Linked DNA regions of Mus musculus: region 2 is linked to region 1. A link is a contact called in public Hi-C data. All regions are on one chromosome and are shown on one strand. The core of a region is the stretch at or near the end of the contact, and the rest is flanking DNA. Distances in the headings are between cores, read along the strand shown. Region 1 overlaps Sun2 (Sad1 and UNC84 domain containing 2). Region 2 holds the start of Syngr1 (synaptogyrin 1).

Region 1 (4,822 bases), core at 1,183-3,682:
GTTGTCCTCATATTCATGACATACTATCAGGTGCACCGTTCGTTAGCTCTGAATGGCTGTTACTACAGCTTCTCTAGGGCATTCGTTTAAATGAGGAAAATGCAAACCTTTTAAACCGTTTCCTCTTTGGTATAATTATCTATGGAAGAGAAAAGCAGGTGAAAGCCAAAAGCTGCCTCCCCCACCTTATACAGCTCATGGGGGGGCTTCCTAGCTGGGCCCCTGTGACCATCCTACAGATTCACAACATTTTCCTGGCCAGTCCCTGTGCTCACACTCCCTCTCCCAGCTGTGTTTCCCTCCACGTGGGGATCTGATGGTGACAACATGTTGAGGGGGGCTGGAGGTGGGGGAGCCCTCCTGCAATGCATGCCCAGGATCTCCTGCCAGATGCTGCAGCTACCAGCCATGTCCCAGCTGGTTTTGCCCTGTTTGTGTTTCCCTAGAGAGACTTTCACTACCACTGGCTGTCCTGGAACTCCCTCTGTAGAACAGGCTGGCCTTGAACTCATAAAGACCCACTTGCTCTGCCTCCCGAGTGCTGGGATTAACAGCCTGTGTCACTATGCCCAGCTGCCCTATCCCAGCTGTTCCAGTGGCCATACTCGGGAAGCCTGTGGTGTGCTGCCCTGGGCCCATGCTCTGTCTTTCCTCTGGCCCACCAGGCTGAGCATCGCATACTCGGGAAGCCTGTGGTGTGCTGCCCTGGGCCCATGCTCTGTCTTTCCTCCGGCCCACCAGGCTGAGCAGCGCATACTCGGGAAGCCTGTGGTGTGCTGCCCTGGGCCCATGCTCTGTCTTTCCTCTGGCCCACCAGGCTGAGCAGCGCATACTCGGGAAGCCTGTGGTGTGCTGCCCTGGGCCCATGCTCTGTCTTTCCTCTGGCCCACCAGGCTGAGCAGCGCATACTCTGGAAGCCTGTGGTGTGCTGCCCTGGGCCCATGCTCTGTCTTTCCTCCGGCCCACCAGGCTGAGCAGCGCATACTCGGGAAGCCTGTGGTGTGCTGCCCTGGGCCCATGCTCTGTCTTTCCTCTGGCCCACCAGGCTGAGCAGCACATACTCGGGAAGCCTGTGGTGTGCTGCCCTGGGCCCATGCTCTGTCTTTCCTCTGGCCCACCAGGCTGAGCAGCGCATACTCGGGAAGCCTGTGGTGTGCTGCCCTGGGCCCATGCTCTGTCTTTCCGGCCCACCAGGCTGAGCAGCGCATACTCGGGAAGCCTGTGGTGTGCTGCCCTGGGCCCATGCTCTGTCTTTCCTCTGGCCCACCAGGCTGAGCAGCGCATACTCGGGAAGCCTGTGGTGTGCTGCCCTGGGCCCATGCTCTGTCTTTCCGGCCCACCAGGCTGAGCAGCGCGTTCTCTCCCGGGTTCACTCTCTGGAGCGGCGTCTGGAAGCCCTTGCTGCAGACTTTTCCTCCAACTGGCAGAAGGAGGCCATACGGCTGGAACGCCTGGAGCTGCGGCAGGGGGCTGCTGGCCATGGAGGAGGCAGTAGCCTGAGCCATGAAGATGCCCTGTCTCTCCTAGAAGGGTTGGTGAGCCGCCGCGAGGCTACCCTGAAGGAGGACTTGCGCAGGGACACAGTGGCTCATATCCAGGTGGGAGAACATTGTTGCCTGGAGGTGGGGTGGCACATTTCATAAAGGCAATGCCATAGAAAACCCTGACAGTCATGTGGGATGTAGGAGGCCCCATGGGGCCCGGGGGAGATGGTAGTGTGTCACTTAGGGCCATTTGCCAGGTGCCCTGTCAAGATGAAGATGATCCGTCTTCCATGGTGAGAGACGTGTCAGGCACAGGTGGTATTCCTTGTATTTCAGAGCCTTGTAGATAAGACCAGGAGCTGAAACTCCCGGAAAAAACCCTAGAAGGAACCCAGTTAGACCATGTCTAGTCACAAGTATTCCGAGGGCAGCTGTCAAACCCTCTTGGTGTGGTGGTGCACACCTTTAATCCCAACACTTCACTTAGGTAGAAGCAGGGAGATCTCTGAGTTCAAGGCCAGCCTTGTCTACAGAGGGAGTTCTGGGATAGTCATAACTATATAGAGAGATGCTGCCTCAAAAGAAAACAAGAAGAAGAAGAAGAAAAAAAAAACACCCAAAACAACCAGTCCTCATATCTGGTAGGAAGAATTGGCTACCCTGAGGGCAGAGCATCACCAAGACTCGGAAGATCTCTTCAAGAAGATCGTCCAGGCCTCTCAGGTCAGTGGGCTAGGCATGCAGCCCTGCACTGGGATCTCACCCAATTACATCTGTCCTTGGTTCTACCATGGATACTGCTGGGATGTTGAGTAGAGGGGGGTGGGATAGTCTCATGCCTTCTCTGGGGCCTGAACTTGCCTTGGACAGACGGTCCACAGTGACCCCGGGATGTGCATGGTGCAAGGGTGGTGTCTGTGCTGAGTGTGTTGTGCTCAGTGAACATAACCTAGGTGGGAATGAGTCTGATAAGGGCTGAGACTCACAGGACTTCCCCTGCTTTGATCTTTGCTGAAAGCGCTGGGGCACCCGTTCAAGGTCGTGGTTAAGCAAACACTCCCATGTAGAACTCTCAGACTTCTCTGAACTCATCTTGGCTTATTCTTGCCCTTTCTTGCTGCTCTTAGGAGTCCGAAGCCCGAGTCCAGCAGCTGAAGACAGAATGGAAAAGGTAATGGCAGCCACCTGGCCATGGCCTGCTCTGCCACCCCGTTAGGGTTCTGCCTGGTTGACTGAGACTTAGCTTAGGATCCTGCCTATGGCCTCTACGGTACAAGGCAGGTTGGTAAGGCCTTGGGGAGGCAGGGACAGGCACGGCAGTGAAACTGGAGCCTGTGGGCTGGTCTTTTCTGTATGCCTTCTGCTCTTATGACCTAGATGTGAAGGCATGGCAGGCTGTGGCATTGTGAACTGTGCTGTCCAAGCCTACAGAGAATCAGGTCAGAATTAGCTGTGAGACAGGCAAACCCAAGCTCCTGGGCTGTGTTCTACTGCCAGACTCCAAGGGCAGCCCTGGCACTTCACACACAGTGATGGGCTTCCAGCTTATGACAGGAGTCAGTCAGGGGTCCCTCATCCTTCCTCAGTGTGGCCTTACCTTGCTTCCCTCCATCTGGAACTAGCATGACCCAGGAGGCCTTCCAGGAGAGCTCTGTGAAGGAGCTGGGACGGCTGGAAGCCCAGCTGGCCAGCCTGCGGCAGGAGCTGGCTGCCCTGACTCTGAAGCAGAACTCGGTGGCAGATGAAGTGGGCCTGCTGCCACAGAAGATCCAGGCTGCCAGGGCTGATGTGAGCGGGAAGTACCCAGAGCCCTACTAATCACCTCCCCTCTGAGACCACCTGCCTGGGAGGGGGCATCTGTCAGCTGGAGCAGCGTCTTTGGCCTGTTGTTCTAGAGGCGCATGCATGGCTGATCTGATGCAGGCCTAGGCTCTTGGGGAAAATGCTTTCCAATCCCAGTCTCTGTTCCCTGGAGAGTTCCTAGCCTCTAACACCTCTCTCAGGGGCTCCAGCCTTCCCTTCCAGCTCTGCTTCCTCCTCCAGTGACAGCCCACCCACCCTGTCATAGCTGCCCCTGCCATTAGTGCAAGCTTCTGAGTGACACTGCCTTTGTCTGTAGGTGGAATCCCAGTTCCCTGACTGGATCAGGCAGTTCCTTCTTGGAGACAGGGGTGCGCGCAGCGGGCTCCTGCAGAGAGATGAGATGCACGCTCAGCTGCAGGAGCTGGAGAACAAGATCCTTACCAAGATGGCTGAGATGCAGGGCAAGTCAGCCAGGGAGGCCGCAGCGTCCCTGGGACAGATACTGCAGAAAGAAGGCATAGTTGGGGTGACAGAGGAGGTAAGGGATGACTGTTCCCCCAACACGCTGCCTCTCCCCTGGAAGTCTCACACTGCCAGCTCTTCATGTGTGTTAGGACATGATAGACCCTCCTGGCTGGAGGTTCAGGTGTAGATTCTGGGCTCAGTGTGTGTGGGTGGTGGAATGAACAAAGCCTGCTTGGGTACTACTGGTGCCAGTTCAGCAGGGCCAGTTCATGGATATGCACGCAGTACCTGGTATGCCCCAATCACATCCCATGTCTGCCTGGGGCATGTTTTAGCAGGTGCACCGGATCGTCAAGCAGGCCCTGCAGCGCTACAGTGAGGACAGGATTGGAATGGTGGATTACGCCCTGGAATCAGGAGGTGTGTGTGCCTTCACCAATTCACCGTATCCTGGTCCTTACACTGGCGAGGCCCCAGGTCTGCCAGGCAGCACAGTGCTAAGCACACAAGGCTTGACACCAGCACAAACTAGACTCCCATCCAAGGCAAGGGTGGCTGAGGGAAGCCATGAGCCAGAGTGGACCCCTGGCTGGGAATGGCTCTGTGAGACTAGGTTAGAGCTAAGGGGTGGGCCTGAGGAACTTGTTCCCATGCTCTCTAAGGCAGGCAGTAGCAGTCTCTTCCCTGGCCGCCTTTTTAGTCCTGGAACCACTACCTGAGTAGTGGGCCAACCCACTTTGAGATTTAAAATCGTTCTTTCCTGTGACAGGAGCCAGTGTTATCAGCACCCGCTGCTCTGAGACTTATGAGACCAAGACGGCACTCCTCAGCCTCTTTGGCATCCCCCTGTGGTACCACTCCCAGTCACCTCGGGTCATTCTGCAGGTGGGCACTCTAAACACAGTGGGGGATGCCCGTCTCAGTCAGCCACAGATGGATTAGAGGCCCTGTTCTGACATGCCTCCCACCCCCTCCAGCCAGATGTGCACCCAGGCAACTGCTGGGCCTTCCAGGGGCCCCAGGGCTTTGCAGTGGTCCGCCTCTCTGCTCGAATCCGACCTACAGCCGTT
Region 2 (4,633 bases), core at 471-2,970, 360 kb before region 1:
TCCTGCTGGGCATGTCCTCCTTTGACCCTGATGTGAAGTGTAGGTCCTCTGTGTCCCACTAGAACCAACATGACATCACCTCCACGAAGCACATCCATGCCACAGCAGGGAGACCTCTGGTCCTGGCTCCCTCTCTAGTAGGACTGTGGGCTCCCTGAGCATCAGGACCGAGCCTGAGCCTGAGTCATGCTGCCCTCCCTCCCTTCCCTCCCCTCCGGGCCTGGCAGACTCAATAAAGCTTTGCTAAATGAAGCCATCACCGGTAGAAATGACCCAAGCAGAAGGAACGCCCACGCCCCCTCACAAAGCTTGTGTTTCCAACATCCCAGCCAGGGGCTCCAGAGAGGTCAGAGGAAGCAGCGCACCTGAGCAGGCAGGTGCCTCCAGGGTTCCCGTTTTACCTAGGGCCTGCAGGGGCATCTGAGAGCTGGGGAGGGCCAAGAATGAATAAATCCGGTGTCACAAACCCTCGCGGATATAGCTGGGCTGCACGGCCATGAAGAGTAACAGAAACAAGGCTCCCCACAAGAAGGAAACGTAAAAGATCCCCGTAAGACCAGAATTAATCTCAAGCCATTCCACGCATCAGATCCTGAAATGGCCCTGAAAACGAGGAAAGGAGGGCACCTCTGCAAGCCCGGGTCACAGCTGACTTCGGTTATTAGCCCCCAGGGGTCCGTGACCCGTGTCACCAATGCAGGCTCTTCTGGTCTTAGCACAACAGGAATGGACCCCCAGATCTACAGGGGCAAGACCCTCCATGAAGCCAGCCAACCCCAGAGCCTACAGGCCTCCTCACCCTGGGGTGCAAGGCCTCCTGAGCCACTCCTTCAAGATGTTTCTGCCCCACCCCCCAGGTTTGAGCTGAGCCCCACTCAGCACTGGGGGACCTGCACGGACTAGGTGGGCTAAAGATTGCGAACAAACAGACTTCTCTGCTCTCTATTGCATGGAAGGAACCTTTCTCCAGACCACATTTAGAATCCACTCAGGTGTTTGTTAGGGATCGGAGAGTTGCGGATTCATAAAATGTCAGAGCCCAAAGGGGCCTGGCTCCTCCCACCCCTATAAATCGAGAAACTGAGGCATGACATAAGAGGTGACGCTCCCCACCCAGATCCGAACTGAATCCCTCGTATCTTTTTTGGGGTGGTTCCCTGCCCAAGGTCACGCGGCAAAACAGATGCGGGTCTTGACGGAACCCAAAAATCCAGGCTCCAGACTCAGAGCTCCGCAGCGTACAGAGTGAGCAACAAAATCTAGTTCCAGGTCCTCGCCCCGAAAGCGCGCGGCAGGTGCAGCAGTGCGCCCTAGAAAAAGATCCACGCCCTGATCCGCGCCCCCCAATAAGCGGCCTTAAACTTGGGCTCCGTCCCCACCGACGCACGAGAACCTAGCCGCTAAGTGTAAAGCAGCGACAGCCTGGAGGTCTCGGCGATGGGACTGAGGACCTCGGTGACAGGGGCCGTGATCCGCTTGTGTCAGCAGGGCCGCCCGGGCCAGGTGAGGTCGCGTCGGTGTCCGGCGCCCCGCGCCCCAGCCCGCCTTGCTGTGTCCTTACCCAAGACACGACGCGCAGGATGGTGTGTGGCTGCCTCACCAGGGTGTAGGGGTCGAAGGCGCCCCCGGCTTTGCCCGCTCCGTACGCACCCCCTTCCATCGTGGCTGCACCGCGCGGCGCCCCCCGCTCGGCGCGCGCCGCCGACCCGTGCGCGTGCGCGGCGCCCCCGCCCCCTCCCCTGCGCTCGGCTAGTGCTTGCCGGGGCTCCCGCCAGGGGGCGTCCGTGCACGGCAGGTGCAGCTCCCCGAAGCTCGCGCTCAGAAAGCGGGTGCTTCTTGGGGTCCCGGTGTGGGGCGCGCTCCCAGCCAGCGGGGTGACCTCTTTGCAAAATAGCGCGTGATCAGGGTGTGGACAGAGAGTGCAGCCGCATCCCCGCTTTCGGAAGCCCTCTGAGATGTAGTTCTTCAGGAAACTCTTTTTGTTATGTATTTATTTATTTATTCATTTGCCTCTTTCCTTTCGCTCTCTGCTTCAAATAAAGGGAAGGGGCTCCGTTTGATCGTACAGTGGCTCATTGAACGCGTCCGTAGGTCGCTGGCTGCAGTAATGACCCTCTCTAAGAGATCTGCACAGCCTTCTCGGGCCCCCAGAACCACCTAGCCGCCGAGCTCCACCGATGATGTCATGCACGCGCCCCCTGACCTGGAAGGCGCTGTAAGGGAGGCAAAAGCTGGGAAAAAAACAGACCTGAGACTCCCTTCCCCTTCCACCACAGCTCCCGATCCCTTTCCTTAATCCAATAATTAATTATGTACTTATTTCTTCCGTTGTCTCCTCTGTCTGTGTGCTCCTGCTGGTCAGGTTTTGTTTATATCCAAAGGCCTCACAAACAGTAGGTGGTCAATAAATATACTCTACCCCCTCCCAACCCCAACATAGTTGGCCCTTTGGGGCTCTTGGGGGCTTTTTTTGTTTGTTTGTTTGTTTTTTGTTTTTTTCGAGACAGGGTTTCTCTGTATAGCCCTGGCTCTCCTGGAACTCTGTAGACCAGGCTGGCCTCGAACTCAGAAATCCGCCTGCCTCTGCCTCCTGAGTGCTGGGATTAAAGGCGTGCACCACCACGCCCGGCTCTCTCGGGGGCTTTTGTCGTTGTTTTTATTTGTTGTTTTTGTTTTGTTTTTGAGACAGAGTGGCTTGTAGAGGCCGGCCTCTGGAATTCACCGGGAGGAGGGGGATGGGTTTTGAATTTCTATTCCTCCTGCTGCTTTATCCCTGTGATGGAGTTTCAGGTCTGAGGCAGCTGTTATACTATGATCCTATAAAACGTCTAGAGGAAAACAAGGGAAGATCTTTATAACTTTGTACATTGGAAGACTTTTTTTCATTTTTATTTTCTCTTTGTCTTGTATTAGTGTCTGCCTGCATGTTCATATGAGCATCGTATAAATGCATTGCCTGAGGAGGTGAGAAGAGGGTGTGGGATTCCCTAGACCTGGAGCTCTACAGACCTTTGTGGGTCACTGTGTGGGAATCAAACTCTGGTCCACTGCAAGGACAAGTGCTCTTAACTGCTAAATTCACTGTATAGCCCGTGTTCAGTTCAAACTCGGGACAGTCCCATGTCCTGAGATCACAGGCATTAGCCATCACATCTAACAAAGCATTTTCCCTGAAGCACAAAACTGTGTGGTCAGGAGGTTCCTGGGCTGAGCAGCCAGCACCGGTACTTACTACAAGTCCTTGAATGTTGTACAAATATCCTCCTCTTGCCCATATGTACCTTGTCCTGAGTTCTATGGCACACATAGATGAACACGTTCATATCTTTCCACGATTTATCTCATAACAATAAATTCACAGGGTGGAGCAGTTTCAACAACAAGTATGCCGCCTACACCTTGGTAATCTAGCCAAGGTGATTTTATTCCAATCCCAATTACTCATATTAACACGCTTGTCACCCGGCACACGGGAAATCAATGAACTAATCAACCTATCTACGTATATGTGGTTTACACAATGACCGTGCAGTTTAAAAGGCATGGCTGACAGCGGTGGCACACACCTTTAATCCCAGCAGAGCCAGGGCTACACACAGAGTTCCAGGACAGCCAGGGCTACCCAGAGAAACCCTGTCTCAAAAACAAACAAACAAAATAAATAAAGGAAAGGCTACCACATAGTTGAAGAGGTATCAGAAGCAGGCTTACGGAAATGCAAATAGATGCAGAAAAGACAAGGTAAGAACCCAGCCAGCATCAAGGAAGAGAGTATTGCTGAGAGATCACTGGAGTGTCAGCTCCAAATCTGAACTGCCAGGGCAAAGACAGGCACAGGAGTAAACTATGCCAACAGTAAGGGACTAGGCGAACAACTATTCCTTTTTTTTTTTTTTTTTTTTGGTTTTTCCAGACAGTGTTTCTCTGTGTAGCCCTGGCTGTCCTGGAACTCACTTTGTAGACCAGGCTGGCCACAAACTCAGAAATCTGCCTGCCTCTGCCTGGGATTAAAGTCGGGCGCCACCACGCCCGACTTTTTTTTTCCAATTATTTTTAATTAAAAGCTTTTGAACATTTTAGTTATTTTTATGCATATGTTTTTTTTCTTTTTTCTTTTCTTTTTTTTCTTTCTTTTTTTTTTTTTTTTTTTTTTGCCTGCATCATGTGTGTGGCCTAAATGTGCAGTACCCACAGTGGCCAAATGAGGGCACTGGATTCACTGGGACTCAAGTTACAGACCACTGTGAGCCACCTTGTGGGTGCTGGAGGAGCTGCCAGTACTCTTAACTACAGACCCATCTCTCAAGCCCCTATTTTTAATTTGCTATCATTCTATTTATCATGTGCGTGGAAATCTAAAGGCAACTTGGGAATAGTTGCTTCTGTTCTTCCACTAAATGAATCCCAAAGACTGAACTCAGGACATCAGACATGGAAAGTGCCTCGTGTTTATTATTTGCTAGCCCTCATATTTATTTTTTATTTTTAAAAGTTGCACAAGTGCTGGCTTTGGCAGCACATATACTAAAATTGGAACGATACAGAGAAGATTAGCATGGCCCCTACGCAAGGATGACACGCAAATTTGTGAAGCATACCATAAAAAAAAAAAAAAAAAGAAAAGAAAAGAGTT

Evidence for each region. A called contact is a pair of places that touch in the nucleus more often than the background predicts.
Region 2: a contact with region 1 is called in a Hi-C map of memory CD8 T cells, with 6 times the contacts expected there. The contact joins the promoter of Syngr1 here to the enhancer-like site in region 1. A contact is called at or near these places in 7 of 39 promoter capture datasets (the 3T3-L1 cell line, 3T3-L1-derived adipocytes, the C10 cell line and 3 more), 3 of 484 Hi-C or Micro-C datasets (CD4 T cells, the HPC-7 cell line and memory CD8 T cells), 12 of 115 datasets of contacts at active chromatin or transcription factors (the SCID.adh cell line, T-cell acute lymphoblastic leukemia, astrocytes and 9 more) and 2 of 9 other capture datasets (embryonic stem cells and pancreatic islet).

The regions. Positions count from the first base shown.
Region 1 is chr15:79,726,866-79,731,687 of GRCm38.p6, reverse strand. Sun2 (Sad1 and UNC84 domain containing 2) reads left to right here. Exons shown (of 18, transcript NM_001205345.1): 9 at 1,344-1,598; 10 at 2,130-2,207; 11 at 2,612-2,655; 12 at 3,107-3,272; 13 at 3,604-3,825; 14 at 4,088-4,172; 15 at 4,522-4,637; 16 at 4,730-4,822. Among named protein-coding and RNA genes, the nearest start is that of Sun2, 13 kb to the left of the region's middle. Within about 2 kb of position 2,432, at least 39 of the 459 cell types and tissues checked have an H3K27ac peak or open chromatin away from gene starts, as enhancers often do. A contact at or near this core is called in 3T3-L1-derived adipocytes, the SCID.adh cell line and memory CD8 T cells, where this site is marked.
Region 2 is chr15:80,088,421-80,093,053 of GRCm38.p6, reverse strand. It overlaps Syngr1 (synaptogyrin 1), which reads right to left and starts at 1,720. Exons shown (of 4, transcript NM_207708.1): 1 at 1,562-1,720. The coding sequence starts at 1,660. Gm31134 (predicted gene, 31134) reads left to right here and starts at 1,220. Exons shown (of 2, transcript NR_168675.1): 1 at 1,220-1,503; 2 at 2,043-2,321. Gm24204 (a small nuclear RNA gene) reads left to right here and starts at 4,501; the gene lies at 4,501-4,607.